Regions from separate parts of the Sus scrofa genome. Here region 2 is linked to region 1. A link is a contact called in public Hi-C data. All regions are on one chromosome and are shown on one strand. Each heading gives the region's core, a stretch centred on a gene start, on an enhancer-like site or on the middle of the called end of the contact. The rest is flanking DNA. Distances are from core to core; before and after follow the strand shown. Region 1 overlaps TBC1D1 (TBC1 domain family member 1). Region 2 has its middle 210 kb from the start of KLF3.

Region 1 (5,904 bases), core at 1,775-4,274:
GTTTCCAAGAATAAAAGATTTTGCAGACCCATTACACAGCAATGTGAATATAATTAACACTACTGAACTACATGATTAAAAATGGTTAAAGATGGCAAATGTTACACGATGTTTTTTTTACCACCATCAAAAATTTTAAACTATGTTTCAAAAATCCGCACTATTACACAGGATGCTACACTGACTCTCCAGTCAATTAGGCCTTTTTGAAATTATACACCCTCCTTTTCCCCTCAAGTGGCCAGGAGTCATTTGCAGGCCTCTTCATCACGAATGGGGGCCATCAGCTAACACTGAGTTTCACTTTATTCTGCCGAGTGACATACCAAGATGACAAAGGACCAGAAGGCCCATCTTTAAAACTCTGGCAACTCAGGAAAGGAAGGAGTCTTGATGTAAATGAAAATCTGAGATTCTGGAATATCCTCCCAAAGGTCATTCCAATTCAGATCGTGAGATGAGAACGGTCCCAACCCCGGCCTCTCTGCCAGGCGGACAGTGTCTGCCATCCTGAGGTCTGTGAGGGTTTCCGAGGCAGGGCACACACTTTTGCCTCATTTAGCCCCAAGCTCACATTCATTATGCAGAACTGCCTCTCTGGAAGGGAGAGTGAGAGCTCCCCCATACTGCAGGAAGGAAGGAGGTGAGGTAGCAGGGGGGGTGGCAGTGGGGGTGGTGCCACATGGCACCCTACAGCCGGGACCCACCCACCTCCAGGGCTGTAACCTGGACCTTCTGCAGGGGCGCTGACCCTGGACACTCCTCCCAGATTCAATGGCGAAGAAGGCTCCTGTGCATATTACGGTCTTTGAGCCTCAGGATTCTCATCTGTAAAGTGAGGTGTCAGATTCAGAACCCCTTTTCTTTCTAACATGAAAAGCTCCAAATAATCTAAGCTACCAACAATATCAGGAGACTTTACTGAGCTCCACAGACTCAGGGGATCATAAAAAGAGTATTAAAGAGAAGTACTTAAGTAAACAAAAAGAGCCCTGTAAAACCTACTATCCAAGAGTCTGTCTCGTCCCAGACAAAAACCAACGCAGACACACGTGCCGAAGATGATGCAGACAGAACCGGACCATTCCAGAAAGAATGACGTAGCAAAGGGATAACAATGAAACCATTTCTGAGCCACAGCTGGCAGGGCAGTTACAGATCACAACCAAAGGAGCTGTGAGAGGTGGAGGGCAGGAGAGCCAGGGACTGTGGGCAGTGGACGAGAGTCGATATTAATCCGAGTGACCAAGAAGGCAAAAGCCAAAGCCTCCAAGGAGAGGCAACTGGGGGAGGTGACCTGGGTCATTATCCCGCTACAAGCAGGCACCGTGATATGTTTTTCATATCATTGATGTTACTCCTTCAGAAAAAAGATTAAAACATTCTATCATCAGGAACCTTAAAATGACTGCAGCCACAGAGTTTAAACTTTAACAAACTATGTTATTTTAGGAATAGAACATACCGATTTGGACTAACCTGTTGATTACAATTTCAAAAAAAAAAAAAAAAAAAAAAAGCTTTTAGTTTTATGGAAAGAGCAATCAGAGAAGATGAAACATGGTCTCTTTTAAGCTACCAGAATGAGAAAAGGGTTCTATGAGCTTTTATATTTCTTAATTTAACTTTTATTTTTTAAAAAGGTTTCCATTCCCAAACTATTCTCTGAAGCTGTAAACATAACATCCTGACATCTTATATCTGCTGGAACCAGAGAAATTTGGACACTCACTGAGCGAAGTGCTCTGCGACATCCAAGGCTCTTTCCAAGACAGGTGAGCAGGTGCTAAGTGGCCCCTGGGAGCAAAGGCTTCTGAGGGAGGTGACAGCAGCAGTGGGAGAGCCAAGAAGAAGAGCCTTCGAAAGAAAACCATGCATCTCTAACTTTAAGGCTTGATTTCTGACAATTAAGGCTGTCATTTTCTCAACTCCAATTACTGGTCACGCCAAATTTAATAATTTCATAGAATAGGAGTTCCTGTCGTGGCGCAGTGGTTAACGAATCCGACTAGGAACCATGAGGTTGCGGGTTCGGTCCCTGCCCTTGCTCAGTGGGTTAACGATCCGGCGTTGCCGTGAGCTGTGGTGTAGGTTGCAGACGCGGCTCGGATCCCGCGTTGCTGTGGCTCTGGTGTAGGCTGGTGGCTACAGCTCCGATTCAACCCCTAGCCTGGGAACCTCCATATGCCACGGGAGTGGCCCAAGAAATAGCAACAACAAAAGACAAAAAAAAAAAAAAAAAAAAAATAATAATAATTTCATAGAATAAAGGAGGGAAAAGTCATCAAATGATCATCTGTCATTTAAGCCAACAAGAGAAGTGATTCTATAACTGAGTCCATTTCCAATAAATCTGAATACTTGCTACCAACATGATCTATAACAGAAATGTGTTTCCACTTTAACCTCCATAAAGCTAGAAATATTCCAAATGTTTCTTAATTAAAAATGAATTTTTCCTATCAAAATGTCACTATAGGAAGTTCCCTGGTGGTCTAGCGGTTAAGGATCTGGTGTTGTCATTGCTACAGCTTGGGTCACTGCTGTGGTACCAGTTTGATCCTTAGCCCCAGGATTTCCACATGCCGTGGATGCAGTCGAAAAGGGGGAAAATCACATTATAAAACTTAAAAAGAGAAAAGGGGGAAATACCACCTATCACTACAACTTATCAAAACTTCTATAGAATACCAGTGTATTCTCCTTGTATTTTTTCTCAAGTATATGTTATTTTTTACATAGTATATTCCGAGTAGTTAATAATAAAATGCCCACATGCCATTAATATTCCAAAACCATACACCCCTGTGTCCAACAGAAGCCAAGCACCACCTATGAACCAAACCCGCTGCCAGGTTGCAGAACCATAACGAGACAGTGTCCCTGCCCCATGGATCTTGAATGCAGTTTTGGAAATGGGTCCCCAGGACTCACCATGGCCGGGCAAGGTCTAAGTGGACACAGGCATGTGAGAGCGCCCTGAGGCCAGCTCGCCACACACATGTCTAAAACCCACGGGGAGCCCGGCATGGCCCGCCAGCCTTTCCTCCCCCAGGGACCTTGACCGCCTTTGGCTGCTGAGCCACGTGACAACTATTTGCTCTCAGAATCCCGAACTCTTATTACTGGGTAAATAGAGCAATCGAATGTCATTCTCAGCAGAGAAACCTCTGCCAGGAGATCACGCAGCTTCTATCCAAGTACTTCTGGTAATAAGATACCTCCATACTTGCTCACACACAATTTCACCCACTTTCGGATACCCACGTACTGTTACAAAGCTAGTGAGCCCCGGTTACTTTCACTGTCCTGGTTGAGCAATATAATTAACAAGAATACACTGAGTTGTATGAGGCTATATCCTCTCTGCCCGTTGGCCCAGACAACATCTTAGGTGGGTCCCCACTGCCATGCTGGTACCATGCCCCTCCCATCCCTCCCTGAAGAACTACCATGAGTCGAGTCAATTGGCTCCCAGAAAACTGGAGTAAAATACAGATTGGTCCTGCTGTATAGCGCTGGGAACTATATCTAGGTGCTTATGATGGAGCTTGATAATGTGAAAAAGAAGGAATGCATATATGCATTGTGAATGGGTCACCCTGCTGTATAGTAGAAAACTGATAGAATACTGTAAACCAGCTATAATGGAAAAAAATAAAAATCATTAAAAAAAAAAAAAACACAGTTTGGCAGTCAGGTAATCAGATGCCTCTGGAGCTAAGAGGTCCTACAGACTCGGGGGCTGGTTGGCTGGCTGGCTGGCTGGCTGGCCGTATACAGTGATGAACAAGCTGGGGGAGTTGGTGTGTAGAATGAGGAGGAGACCACAAAAGAAGAGAAAAAAGAATTGCATGATCCCAAAAAGAGGGAGCCAGAGAGACTTCTTTGGTTCCAGTCAATGTTCTGATTCCTGGCTCTTGCCCTTATCTTGATTTTTACAAGCCTCCTTCTGATTAAGCTTGCTGGAGTCATTTTCTGTTCTTGCAACTAAGTGATCACTGGCTGACGAAGACAGGCTTAGGCTCATCTGCTTCCTGAGCACCCTCTGAGCACAGCCGATCTGCAGGGGGCATGTGAGGATAAGCTACAAGCACAAAACGACTTCCTCTCTCAAGAAGCTGGAAACTGGTTGAGGGAGCAAAAACTGAATATAATTAGGGAAACAAACAGGTTGGTGATACTCGACCGGATCTGGTTTAATGAGAAGAGAACCACAATTCTAAGTCCATTCTACCACTGACGGCCTGTTTGATCTTAAGTGGGTCCCTTTCTGTCTCTAAGCCTCGATTTCTTCACCTGTAAAATAAGGAATTTGGAAAAGTTCTCATTTTCAAAGTTCCCACTTACTTTTAGGATTCCTTGAAGGCAGTGGACTCACCTCCTCCCTATCTAGTAACCATCACTTTAGAAGCTGGGTGGGCTGCAGAGTCTCTGCCCAAAGTCAAGCACGTCTGTCAGGAGGGAACGCAGCATGAGTGCCACCCCCTAGGCACCATGCCTGCAGCTCTGAGTGAGGAGTCAGGGCGAAGGGAAGCCTCTAAGAGCTCATCCCCAGAGCAGCATGTCCAAGAGAACTTGGACGAAGGGAAGGTTCCAGAGCTGTGCTCTCCAACATGGCAGCCGCCAGCCACACGTGGTTCTTGAGCACCTGAAATGAGGCGAGAGTGGAGGATTCAACTTCTACCAGCACTGCAGCTAGTGGACAGTACAGACCTACAGGTCAGGACCAACAACCGCAAGACACAAGTAGGCAGTTCTCCAACAGGGCTGCAAGGACCCTAAGAAACATCAGGAGCAGAGAGGCTGACCATGCTGAGAGAAAGGAGGAAGGAACACCAGAAAGGACCAGAAGCTGGCTTAGGCTCATCTGTCTGTTCATGCTAAAGCATGCTGGGCCGGGTGTCGAGGGGACAGACGCAGCCTTCTGGGCAAAGGGAACCAGCCCATGCAAGACGACAGCAGCGTGAAGCAGCCCAGCACACGGGGAGTGGGCACCACCCACAGCTCCACACGCACACTCCCCTTCATCCTCACGACCGCGGCATCTGACAGGGTGGCCACGTGCTCAGCGGAGAATCAGTGCTGCCCAGTGGCCAGGTGACAGAGTTCCAGACACAGACACAAGACCTCTACTAGGGACTTCGGCTCTCTTGCTACAAAGGGGTCACCCTTGGCCCTGGGTGCCTCCTCCTTTGTTCTCCTCAGAGCTGCAGGGGAAGCAGAACGGGAGCAGCCGCACTGTGACCAGAAGGTGGTCAAGAGGATGAAACAGAAAAGTAGAAAGGACCCCAGCCCACTGGGAATGTCGCAGAACTAATGAACAGCCTGGACCTGCTATCAGCCAGGCTCCTTCTTATGTATGAATTAATCCCTCTCCGGTTATGCCAGTGTAGCAGGATTTCCAGAACATTCAAGCGAGAGACAATCTCTCAGTGAGGTCAAATCTGCAACCTGGAAGTGACGGGCTGAAAAAGGTGGAACTGACCTGGCAAATGAATGGAAATGCAGCATCTGGTCTACCAGTACGTAGCCTCCTGCATGCTGGGAGCTATACAAGGTTCGATGGAGACCAGAGTGTTAGCGACAATGGAAGAAAACTTGCAGGAGATGGTGCATACATTTCCCTAGGGAGAATGATGAACTCAAGCCACACCGGCCATTCTGCAAAGAGACAGAAGAAATGCCTCCTTTGTTAAGGCAGGTATCCCTGCCTACGCCCTCTAATCTAAGTCCCACACTTAAAAGTCTTGCAGGACAGAAAAGGCCAAGTGTTCCCACACCCCACCCCCAACACAAGTCTTTGCAAGAGACAAGGCTGCTGCCAATAGGAAAAAGAAAAACTTCCCTTCAGTAACTGTCTGGGGAAGATGCTGCAAAAAACCAAAACAAACAAACAAACAA
Region 2 (5,904 bases), core at 2,367-4,866, 280 kb before region 1:
ACTAGGAACCATGAGGTTGCAGGTTCAATCCCTGGCCTTGCTCAGTTGGTTAAGGATCCAGCGTTGCTGTGAGCTGTGGTGTAGGTCACAGACATGGCTCGGATCCCGAGTTGCTGTGGCTGTGGTGTAGGCCGGCGGCTACAGCTCCGATTCGGGAACCTGGGAACCTCCATATGCCACAGGAGCAGCCCAAGAAATGGCAAAAAAGACAAAAAAATTAATTTAAATTAATCTATATACTGCCCATTAAAGTGACAGATATTTTTTGAAAGATTATAATTCCTGATATTGACAGTATTGTAGGGGAAAGGCCTGCACTGCAAGTGAAAGCATAAAATTTGGTAAAACTTTTCTGAAAGGCATTTTATCCATAAGTTAGAAAGCCTAAAAAATGTCCATTCCCTTTTTTTTTTTTTCTTCTGGCCATGTCCCCAGGATATTCCTCCAGGGGTTGAATCTGTGCCACAGAAGTGACCCAAGCTGCTGCAGTGACAATGCCAGATCCTTCACCTGCTGTGCCACAAGAGAACTCCTGTAAGTTCTTTTTGATCCAGCAATTCACATTAATTTTCAGAATTTATCCTAAGGGGGGAAAAATCAGACAAAAATATATCTGCAAACGTGTTCACATGATCATTGTTTACAAGAGCTGAAAACTGGAAATAACAGGAGTTCCCGTCATGGCTCAGCAGAAACGAATCTGACTAGTATCCATGAGGTTTCTGAAGCAGCTTCGATCCCTGGCCTTGCTCAGTGGGTTAAGGATCCCGCATTGCTGTGGCTGTGGTGTAGGCCAGTGGCTACAGCTCCAGATGGACCCCTAGCCTGGGAACCTCCGTATGCCATGGGTGTGGCCCTAGAAATGGAAAAATAAAACAAAACAACAACAAAAAAACAAAACCTTGGAAATAAAAAATGTTCAAATGTTCAATAATAGGGAATTGGTTAAATAGACTTTGTAACATTCATACAGTGATAAGTGGATGATTATAGAAAGAGGGCCACAGCATATTGAAAGGATAAGAATCAATCACGAAAGAGTGTTCGTAGAGCAGTTTCCAGAGGAAAAATTGAAGAGCTATATATTGTAATATTAATTTTGCTTATTTCCGGATGGTAGGACTATAGGTGATATTTTCCTTCCTTCTTTTTTTTTGTCTGTATTTTCTAACCTTTCTACAATGAACATTGTGTAGACAGGAGTATTCTTGGCTACAATTAACAAAAATTCAAATTACAGCGGTTCCGTGGCTCAACCAGGCCAAGGCTGAGTTCTGAAATTTTCATGGCTTTTCCTTCAGGGCTTTAACGTGTCCATTGCTTTCCAGTCATCACGGGTGCATTCAGAGGAGAAAGGGGACCAGAAGGCCCAGTGCCTGTCCCAGGAAAACAAGAGCTGTCCCAGGAACTCCATCACACACTTACGCCTCATTGGCCTGATTTGTGTCACATGATCACCCCTGGCGGGAGAGTGGAAGAGAGAAGGGGAAATGGGGGAAACAGATATGTTTTTGCCATATCTGCCACAAACACACATGGCTTTTGTAATTTAAGAAAAAATTACTAAAAATTTCAAAGTTCTTTCTTTTTTTTTTTTTCCTTGATTGCTTTAATGCCTCCCTCCTTCTGCCGCCCTCCCACCCACTCCAGCCGAAACAGCCAGCCAATTCATATTCACTGAGCCAAGAGGGCGAGGAAGGATGAAGAAACTTGAGAGGAGGTTGCAACCTCCTAGGCGGTGGGAGTGGAGAGGTGGGCGGAGCGCCAAAGGCCTGGGAAATGGGCCCGTTGCTTGTTCAGCCAACCTCATCTGGGTCTCCCTGCTCTGAGGTCGGGGCTACACAAAGCTTATCAACAGAGACTCTTGCAACTTCAGGGCTTCTGGCCCTGCTGATATTTGACAGTGTGCAGAGCTGACCTTGGTATTTCACCCAGCTGGCTTTGGGCTCAGCAGGGCCTCCAAATAGAGAGCCTGGCCATGATACCTACGAAGAGAATGGACTAGGTTGCCTGGGACTCTGCCTCTTACCTGTTATGTGATCTTGGACAAGTTACTTAAGCCATTTGTGTTTCTGCTTCCTCAGCTGCAAAATGGGAATAATAATAGTATACACAGGTTTGTTATGAAAGACCAGATGAGTCAGTATTTGTCAAGTGCCTACAATATACCTGTCCCATGGTAAGGGCTGCAGAAGTATTTGTTTTAAAAATAAATAAATATAAGACAGGCAGAAACAGCCATTGCTGTCTGGCCCCTCTTTGTCTGAGGTCACATCTTCCCTGACATACATCTGAAACAGCAAAAGATGCAAAGAAGGCCTGAAATTTCTTTTGCTCGCTGCCGACTGCCCCATGTGGTCTCAGTTGGTGTGTGTGGGGGTGCTCTGGGGGGGAAGCCGGGGCTGAGGGGGAAGAAGGAGAACCCACAGGAGGCTTAGAGCCATGAAACACCTACGGGGTGGGATAGCAAGCAGCTCATTTAAACCTTATGAGGCAGGAAAATGCTGCCCTCGTTTTACAGATGGGGAAACTGAGGCTCAGAGGGGTGAAGTAACTGGGCCACCGTCCCATGCCTGTGAGTGGTGGAGTTTGGATTCAGCCTCAGGCACCCTGCATATTCCATAAGTATGATATTTACACAGGGGAACTTTCCTGTACAGGATCCTAAAGGGTTAACATAAGCAACAATCCCCAGCTGAAAGATTCTTAAGGAGTGTTTACCTAAAAGGCCCTATAACAAACCATTCTGTAATATGCTCTATTTCTCTGTACTTAATTTGGTAAATTTAAATTTTCCCATATTGTATTTTCTTCCAATATATAGCATGTCTTACTGTTCAAAAAATAAATTCCAAGGCTGAAACTCAGCTAAAATTCTTTTGAGGAGAGTGGGGGGAGAAGCGATCAGTACTGGGGCGTTTTGCCCTTTCTCATTTGCTTGTTTTTTTTTTTTTTTTTTTTTTTTTTTTAAGTGTAGAATACAGTATCTAAATATAGGAACTGCCTTAAAATAGCTGAATCTCAGTAGCCTTCCCCAGCAATAAATGGCCATTTTGTTGCCAATTCCAGGCACGCGGTCTTAAAGCTCAAACCTGGCTTAGACCAGTTGAAATCATCAATAACTAAATACCTCACAGGTCCAAATTCCTCCAGAATAGCAGCAGAATTCCCTTCTGCTCTCTGCTGTGCTGATGCCACCTTTGCAAATGCCATTTCCAAAGAGATATAATCAGACATTGCCCAGTGGGTGTGTGTGTGTGTGTGTGTGTGACCATGATCAAGTTCAAGCAAAATGGAGATGTTCCAGGAGACTTCCCTATTCTTTCCCTTTAAGAAAAAAAAAATCCCTAAAGCTCCACCCAACCCCACCCTTAGCGGCTAAGGTTCTGACTAGCAGTGCTAGAGATAGAGCCAAGATGAAAAGAATTGGAAACAAAAAGAGCTTTTTTTTTTTTTTTTTTTTTTTTTTGGTGAAACTTTTGTTCTCACTCTTATTCCCTACTCCCCCCACCCCAAATTATAGAGTCAAATTGTAGATCTGGGATTGCCACCTGGGGACATCTCCCTAGCCCTGGGCCAGTCCCTTGCAGGCTGAGGTCAGTCTCAGCCCCCAACAGGGGCAGAGGGGAATTAACCCTTACAGAAGACGTGTGATAAGCTCCAACGGCCCCACCTTTCACTTCGAGTGCCAACCTTTCCTCCTTTTATGCTTTTGGCTTCAGAGTAGTTCTTAGTCTTCTGCCAGGAGGTTAGAGGGTGCAAACAGCCAAGAAGCAGCTGCAAGGAAGCTGTGAAGTGCCTATCTTGTAGGTAGGGCGACTGCTGCAGGCGGGAGAGACCAGAGAGAGATTAGGTGAAACATTAGCCAGGATCTTTTGGATTCAGTCCAGTGTCTTTCAATTATTTCTTTATGCGTGTTTGGTCCTGGGCTTATTTGGCATTGGACAGGCATCCATTAGAAGATTTCACAATGATTTGCCATGTTACAGTTCTAAACAGATGTGAACTCGTCACCAAAGGAAATTTATGTTTTACCATCTTTTCTCCCCACCTCTCCCTGGGGAGCTGCAGGGAAAAGCACTCCAAGCGAATGAATCAAAATGACTAGGTAATGCTCTAAAAATAATAAACGGTGTTGTAGTCTGGATCTCTTTCAAGTTTGAGCTCATTTTGTGAGCATGAAGATTCATATGTCACATCACATGTATATATTTTTTATTAGAGTGAAGTGGGCAATTGCATAGGAACAGATCAGTTATTAAGACACACAAATGCAATTATTCTCATCACACTGGACTGCATTTTAACCAAGTTAATTAAGCAACTTGGCCAAGGAGGGGGCAAAGGGTAGGTGCCTTAATGATTCCTTAACTTGCCTCCAGAAGCCAGTTATGCAAATCAGGACAGGCTATAGGCTTTGGGCTCTGAAATCATGGCTGGGCAGAAATTGAGGTGCAGAGTTAGAATTATAACAAAAGGGAAAAGATATGTTGTGTTTTCCTGGGCTTCCCTCACCTGCTAACAGAAGATCTATGTCATCAGACAAAGGCAGAAGGACTAGAAATTTTTGAAAACCGATTCCAAAATATTAGCAGATAATTAAGAAAAAACAAACAAGCTGGTAACATTATTATCATCATATTTTCAAAATACCTTCCTAGAGGTCAGCTCCAAAAGAGTGTTTTTTATATGAAAAGAAATCTATAGCTGAGTCCTGGGTTCTCCATCATCAGAGTGAGGTTAGAGAAACTTCAGAGTGGGGTTGGGAAGGGAAATCTGTATTAGAAAAAAGGAAAGCATGGATGGTCTGGTTGGGTTCTTTTCTTATTTTAACTGATGCAGTTTTTTATTTATTTATTTTTTTTTCTTATTTTGCTTTTTAGGGCCGCCCCTGTGGCATATGGAGATTCCCAGGCTGGGGGTCGAATCAGAGCTACAGCTGCCAGCCTACACCACAGCCACAGCAACACCAGATTCAAGCCACGTCTGTGACCTACACCACAGCTCACAGCAACGCCGGATCCTCCACTCACTGAATGAAGCCAGGGATCAAACCCACATCCTCCTGGATACTAATCTGATTTCCCTATGCCATGAAGGGAACTCCCAGTTCTTTAATTCTTAATGGGCTTCTTTCACTAATATATGTCCCAAATATCTGAGAGCAAAGTATCCTTTAAAGATCTGTATCTGAATCACCCAAAGCCCTCGATGGTAATTTACCCACGTCAGGCAGGGCTACTAGACCAGCGTGACTGTGAGAAGAACGAGGAGCAGGGAATGCCCAGCTTGTGCCCTTTGTCTCGAAATCCAAGCCTTGCTGTTATTAAGCTAAACCACAAAAATATTTCCAACCTAAGAAATCTCATCTGGCCTCAGAATGCTCGTTAGATAATTCCCACATCTTCATTCTCCAGAAAGGGTTGATTGCAGTGTTGCTAATCCCAACCCACTTTAGCCAGGCTCCATTCATCACGGCTGGCAGGAGAGACTGGAGGGTTATGGGTAATTGAATTCCAGCCAACCTTCCAACCTAATTTAAGTCAACCCTTTGACCTCTTTCCTGACCAAATCTGCTGCCAGAGCTGGTAACTAAATATTGTTTTTACATTAGAAGAAGCCTTTTTTGAATGCCTACTACGCGACGGCTTTGTGCGACGCATCCATTATCTCACCTCATTCATTCATTCTGTCATCGCTTCAGTGGGAACCCAGACACCAGGGTTTAACAGATAGTGAAGATGAGTGGAAAGGTCATCTCGGGGTCAGTCCGGTGGGGAAATGTGTGTTCTACGGACACCCTGACTTCCTGTCTTTGCAAGAAGATAAATCTTCAGCATGACGGAAAGCCTGAAGCCCCCTGTACACGGGAAAATGAAATGAAAAACATCTCCCTTCTCTCAA

What was found. A called contact is a pair of places that touch in the nucleus more often than the background predicts.
Region 2: a Hi-C map of liver shows a contact between it and region 1, with 4 times the contacts expected there. The contact joins two enhancer-like sites. A contact is called at or near these places in 2 of 47 Hi-C or Micro-C datasets (embryonic fibroblasts and liver).

The regions. Positions count from the first base shown.
Region 1 is chr8:29,525,656-29,531,559 of Sscrofa11.1, reverse strand. The region is part of intron 14 of TBC1D1 (TBC1 domain family member 1); the gene reads right to left. Among named protein-coding and RNA genes, the nearest start is that of MIR9840, 20 kb to the left of the region's middle. Within about 2 kb of position 3,024, at least 6 of the 83 cell types and tissues checked have an H3K27ac peak or open chromatin away from gene starts, as enhancers often do. A contact at or near this core is called in liver, where this site is marked.
Region 2 is chr8:29,810,418-29,816,321 of Sscrofa11.1, reverse strand. No RefSeq gene overlaps it. Among named protein-coding and RNA genes, the nearest start is that of KLF3, 210 kb to the left of the region's middle. Within about 2 kb of position 3,616, at least 23 of the 83 cell types and tissues checked have an H3K27ac peak or open chromatin away from gene starts, as enhancers often do. A contact at or near this core is called in liver, where this site is marked.